2 separate regions of the Mus musculus genome follow, and region 1 is linked to region 2. The links are chromatin contacts, called in public HiChIP or PLAC-seq maps. All regions are on one chromosome and are shown on one strand. The core of a region is the stretch at or near the end of the contact, and the rest is flanking DNA. Distances in the headings are between cores, read along the strand shown.

Region 1 (2,747 bases), core at 112-2,611, 40 kb before region 2:
ACAATTCCTGGTCGGCCACCGACTGAAATTTTAAAAAGCAAGTTGAAGAGAGGATGAGGTAGAGCAGGTTCACGCCGCCTGGAGGCGAGCTGGGCTCGTGGGTGAACGTCCTCACTGTGGAAAAAGCCTATGTTTTTTCTGGCTTTCTGGATCCCAAGCGAAGGCGCTGATGCGAAATGAAAGGAGTAAGTGCCCAAGTCCCGGTCCACATGCAAATCAAAACTCCATCTTCCAGTGTACCTGATTGAGAGAGCTTTTATCTATCTATCTATCTATCTATCTATCTATCTATCTATCTACCATCTATCCATCCATCCATCCATCTCATTTATTTTTGAAAGAGTCAAGTATTATTGACTTTCCTAGAAAAGGGATATCACTTGATTCACTAAGCTGCTGCAGTGTGGCAGCTACAAGAAAACCTCTGGTTTCTCTGCACCACTGTTTTGTCTTTCGAGGGAGTTAATGGTAAGAGGACCAACTTTACAGGGTCACAGTAAGGAGGAAAGGAAATTACGTAGAATCTAATGACATTGCTCACACCCACTGGTGAAAACCCAGCAGTTTTGTGTGATTTATCCTAAACCAGGAGGAATGTGCGGGACCCAGTACTGCGCAGCGTGTGGTTAAAAGCAAATGATTTCCGTAGCTGTTGTGATGGGTCTAAAGCACGGCTGTCCGCTGTGGCTGTTTAGGGGGATGGACTGTCTTCTGGGATTGGCTCCTCTGACTTTTGCATGCTGAATTAATAACTATTGAGATAGGTCTGGAAGAAATGTGGAGCCTTTGTTTCAGACTGTATTTATCATTATCATCATTATTAATAATTATTGTTTGTTTCTGAGAACGGGTCTTACTGCCTTGAGCTCCCCATTCCCCTGCCTCAGCTGTCCTAGAGATTACAAGCACCAATCACAACGCTGCTCTCCCGACACTCTTGTTTCATTTTGTTTTGTTTTTAAAGACAGGGTCTTGCCCTGTTGCTCAGTCTACTATGGAGAACAGTTTCCCTCCCCAGTGTTCCAAATGGCAAGGCCAATAGCCAGTCCCATGGTGACTGGCTGGAAAGCCTGGCTTTTACCCCAGCCTTACCTTTAGCCCACTTATCCCCACTTAGCCACCTGTCAGTGAGATGTTAGCCACGCCAGGGGAGTCAATCAGATAGCGTACAATGCTACACAGATGCAAAGGGAAAACAGTCAGTCAAACCAGAGAAGGGTGGGACTTCTCCGCCCGCGCAGATCCTTGCCCCTGCGAGATGCCTTGTCCAGCATTGCTTCCTTAACCAATAGCTAAAGCTTATTTAAGCATGTGGTATCCTCTAAACAATGAAAGCTTGTTTCTCATCGCACAGGATGCTAAGTCTGTCTTGCTGGGTCAGCTTACATGTAATCAGAAGTGTGTGTGTGTGTGATGAGGTTGTATTTACAAACACCTGTCTAATTGAAAGGATGGTGATGTCTGAAGTGTTGTGTGCTGAGTATACGCTAAAAGTTAAAATGTCAGACACAGCAGACGGTGTGCTGTATGAGCCTCTGCGAGCGGAGTTTAGGAGCAAGCGAACCCATCTACAGGTACAGTGAGGAGCGCAGTGGGAGAGGTTGGGGGTGGCTGAATAGGGGCACCAAGGGAACTTGCTGGACAATGCAGACACTCCATTTATATCTGGGTATGAGTTATGCTAGCATATATGTTTGCCGTAATTTGTGAGACTATTCACTTCAGAGCAACAAAGGAAGTCACAAACAAACAAAACAACAAAACAAAATAATAAAACCCTCTCAACCCCCCAAAAAGCCAAAAAACTGGTCTCTCAAAACAATGATCCCAGAATATACAGGGAAGCCCGTGATGTCATGGGAACGGAGGGGTGTCTTCCCATACAGTAACAAGTCCTCCCCAGCTGCTAATGCATCTGAAAAACCTACGAGATGCCAGCTAATCTTGCAGACAGCTTCGAAAGCCAGGGACAGCCTTCCTCATGCACACGCTGTCTGTGTCTTTTCAAATGTTTACAGAGTATTTACAAAGAGTAGTCCTTTGGGTGGCAGTTGTAATTAGGGAAACTGGCAGAGAAAATTAACACATACCATAAAAGAGGGATAATTAGTCCTCTGCCATATACAATATTATTATCAAAAGGCATTCACCCTGGAATCCGATTGGTTTATACACACTGGCCTCATAGGGACGCTCCTCCCTTCCACATCACTCTGGGTATGAAGCTGCCACGTTCCTTGGATGATGGGCCATATGGTACTTAACATCAGAATGAAAATGAGCTCGTGCTTCTTATGTGAGATGCTAAAATTTATTAGAAAATCAGAAAGCCTAATTTCCACCAAGTTCCTGAGACCTACCATCTGCTTCATGAAAAAGAAAGAGGGAGTTGGTTTTTTTTTTAACCATTTGCTTATTGTGAAGTGTGAGCATGAGTGTTTGTGTGTGTTTGTAAAAGCGGGGAGGGGGCTGAGGGCTGTAAGAGGGGGGGATCAGAGCAAGTACACTTGGCAGGGCCGAAAGAGCTGTCAGCTGAATGTGGTGGGAAGGTTTGGGAAGCATAATTATGGAAATCATCTATCTTGGAGACATTTTCTCAGGACCACACGTCCTCTCCACAGAGAATCAGCACAGAGTCTTCTAGCTTTTGCAAGTACACAAAATCACTCTTCTGGAGTGAAGAGGCAGCTTCCCTCAGTCCTGGTGTCTCTGAGGGTCTGGCCTCTCCAGAGCATAGCTGGAGCCAG
Region 2 (3,006 bases), core at 231-2,730:
ACATCTTCCCTCTGCCAAATGTTCCTTGTCATACTTAACTAGCCCACGCCTGTGCATCTTTAGTTGCTACAAATCTTTTGCTGCTGTAAAGGAAGGCTGAGGAAAGCATCCTTCCAACTGCTTTCTCCACATTTCCTAGTTAACCCTGGGACATAGTCTCAGAGCAACACATAGGAAAGCATGAGCATCTAAGGATTCCCTGGAGATCTTGAAAAAAAAATATCTAGCTGCCTTTTGTAGAAAGACGGAGTTGATGAGTACACCTGAGAGCTCCAGGTTCTTGATTAGAAGTGACCTTGTAAGCACACACACTATCCGTTCAGCCACCATCATGCTTCCGTATATAAAGATGGGCTCAGCAGCAGCAGCAGGAGGGCTTGTTCATCTCCAGTCCTGTGACCAGGTACCTGTGCTTCATCTCCTTCCCTCTGCAGTCTCTTCAGGGAACACTCCTTAGGAAGAAGGAGAGGTATTTAAGCATCCCTGTTTGCCCTGGGGAGAAATCTCACTCAGCTGTTGTGAGGGCATCAGTCCTGCTTGGAAAAGGTAGGTGTGCTGTTCTGCTGGCTTCAACTCTTAGATCAGGACAACTGCCTGCTTTGCAGGGGAGGAGCCCCATACACAAATAGGGCAAAGCTTCCTGCAATTTCAAAGCCCCTGATTCCCGCAGAGCTTGGCTTTGGCATCTGTGGTCTTAACTTTAAATATCAGCTTCCAACTTGCCACAAATCAGCTCTTTTGTTTGTGCTGGGTGACATGGAGACACTGTCATCTCTGTAATCAGGAAAGCCACTAGCTTGGACTCAGTCCCAGATCCTGACTGTGGTGAAGAGACTGGGCACAGACATACTAGCCACAGTGAATTCTGCATTGCTTCTGGACCCAGACCTTGACTGGGATGTGTTTCTGGACTGGAAATCAGTGGCTAACCACAGCTAGCCAGCAGTACAAGGGACAGAGGGCAAGAACCAAGAAAGTGCATTTCTGTCTCTGTGACATGAGACAATGCAATCCCTTCCAGCTTTCCATTTACAAAGTAAAGGTGGTAAGGTCATCACAGCAGGTCTTTGGGCACTGAGCTGACCTGCCAGCCAGCACCTAACTCAAGTCTGAATCAGAGCTCTGACCCCAGTGGAGGAAGGGAGCTAGATGCTCCTTGTCATGGCCTGGTAGGTCAAATGACAGGCATCTGGGTGAAGGTCTGCAGGGCTCAAAGAGCTGCATTCTGAGTCCTTCAAGCTGTAGCAAACACAACTGACATCCTTTGTCTAGGAGATTTTCATATCAAAAAGGTTCCATTGAGAATCTGCAACCCCTGCCAAATGGGACTGTTGGTTAAATTTTCACGTGCCACCCTAAACTGTCAGTCTATAAAGCTCCATGGCAAATGTCCCTGATGCTGGGCCCGACACACACTCGCTCCTCTTCTGGCTCATTGTCCGCTTGTCACCGTCTCAATGCCAGCTCTGTTTTCATGGTGAGACAGACTCAATTGGCCCAGAAACTAACTCTTCAGCAGCAGGCAGAAACTTGGCAGGGGGCAGGAGGGCTTCTCAACCTGGTCGCAAATTTTCTGTTTGTTTTAATTTGGACAATAATTGCAGTGGCCATCTGGAGAAGCTGAGGGAGCCTGTGCTAAAGAGTGGGAATCACACTCAGCCTGTGACACACTTAAGATTCTAACCCTGTCTGAGCAGCTCTGTGAGGGCCGCTCATTAGGGCTTTCTTTCTCTGTGTCCAGGGCCCCTTGGGGACACCTTCCAGCCTGTCTTTCCTGAGAGACTGTGGATTGAAGAGGAGGTGTTCTGCAATGCTTTTCCTTTCCACGTTGTCTTTGACGAAGCAGTAAGAGACCCTTTCACTCAGAAGCTTGGGATAGGGCGTAAATCAGGGTTGGAGAGTCCAGTTCACCACCATTACAGCTGTAAGGTCTTAGATCCCTGAGTTCACAGGGCTCAAGAGACTAGACTCTGCCCTGGAGGGTCTCCTGACGTTCCTTTATGTTATAGGCTCGTCTGGAATTCATGATCTTCTTAAGGTAAACATAGCAAGGGAGTTGAACCAGCGAACAAATGGGAAAGCTTATGATCAGAAAGAAAAGCTGGAGGAAGACTTTAAAATTCACTCCAGAAAGACACACCAAGACTGCAGCCTATACCCATGGTCGTAAAAGTGACCTGCCACCCCCTGTGACTGCAGCAGACCCGCAATCCCATCCTGCTTCATTTCCTGCGTCTTAGTAGAGCGTTATGCTGTGTTCTGGGGGGTGGGGAGGGTGGGAGTGGGGTGGAGGTGGCTGTGAGAATGAGCATTTAAATTTGATTGCTATCAGTTTCCCAGGATAAAAATATCTTTCTTTTTCTTGAGCTTGCATGTGACAGCTCACATCCGTAATCCTAGCACTCAGGAGGCTGAGGCAAGAGTTAAGTTCACAATCAGCATGGGCTACGTAGCGAGTGACAAAGCAAACCATATGTAGATATAGATGATGTAGACACAGGAACTGAGCTGACTTTAAAAATTTTTTTACCTAAAGGGCATGTAGGCAAAAATGAATTTAGTCAAAAGTGCCAGGTCAGCCACTATGAATATCTCTAGTGTTTATTGGAACTCATCTGCATGCCACTGCCAGCTGACTACAGCATGAACACTAACGACGACATGCACTTACCTAAGGACAGTATCTTCCCTCAGAGAAGTGATGGTATTACAGCGGTAAATACACACCCCTAGGCAGAATTATAAGTCAATGAATGCCAGCAATTCTTCAGAGCCACAAGGTTACTATTACTTGTGCCATTAATGTTCTCAATCCAACCTGCTCTAAATGGTCCCCTTTCAACTTTTGGGTACAGAATAACAGAAACGGAATGATACACGAGGTTTGTTTTGTAGCTTGCCTGAGTTCTTATGGTTTGTAAAGGCCCTGAAGCACTATGCTGGTATTAGACATGTGATGTCAATGTCCCCATTCCACACTTCTTTTGGGCATTCTCTAGAGGAGCA

What was found. HiChIP or PLAC-seq counts read pairs in DNA pulled down with a chosen protein or histone mark.
Region 1: a contact with region 2 is called in an H3K27ac HiChIP or PLAC-seq map of stem cell-derived neural progenitor cells, with 2.0 times the contacts expected there. The contact joins the promoter of Gucy1b2 here to the enhancer-like site in region 2. A contact is called at or near these places in 6 of 39 promoter capture datasets (cranial neural crest, embryonic stem cells, macrophages and 3 more), 5 of 484 Hi-C or Micro-C datasets (cerebral cortex, embryonic stem cells, liver and 1 more), 4 of 115 datasets of contacts at active chromatin or transcription factors (embryonic stem cells, heart atrium, neural progenitor cells and 1 more) and 3 of 9 other capture datasets (adipose tissue, liver and pancreatic islet).

What each region holds. Positions count from the first base shown.
Region 1 is chr14:62,454,903-62,457,649 of GRCm38.p6, reverse strand. Gucy1b2 (guanylate cyclase 1, soluble, beta 2) reads left to right here and starts at 1,361. Exons shown (of 17, transcript NM_172810.3): 1 at 1,361-1,574. The coding sequence starts at 1,452. Gm41172 (a long non-coding RNA gene) reads right to left here and starts at 1,183. Exons shown (of 3, transcript XR_874685.1): 1 at 1,093-1,183; 2 at 1-22.
Region 2 is chr14:62,414,740-62,417,745 of GRCm38.p6, reverse strand. Gucy1b2 (guanylate cyclase 1, soluble, beta 2) reads left to right here. Exons shown (of 17, transcript NM_172810.3): 8 at 435-546; 9 at 1,742-1,845. Among named protein-coding and RNA genes, the nearest start is that of Gm35468, 24 kb to the left of the region's middle. Within about 2 kb of position 1,480, at least 57 of the 459 cell types and tissues checked have an H3K27ac peak or open chromatin away from gene starts, as enhancers often do. A contact at or near this core is called in cerebral cortex, heart atrium, neural progenitor cells and 1 more, where this site is marked.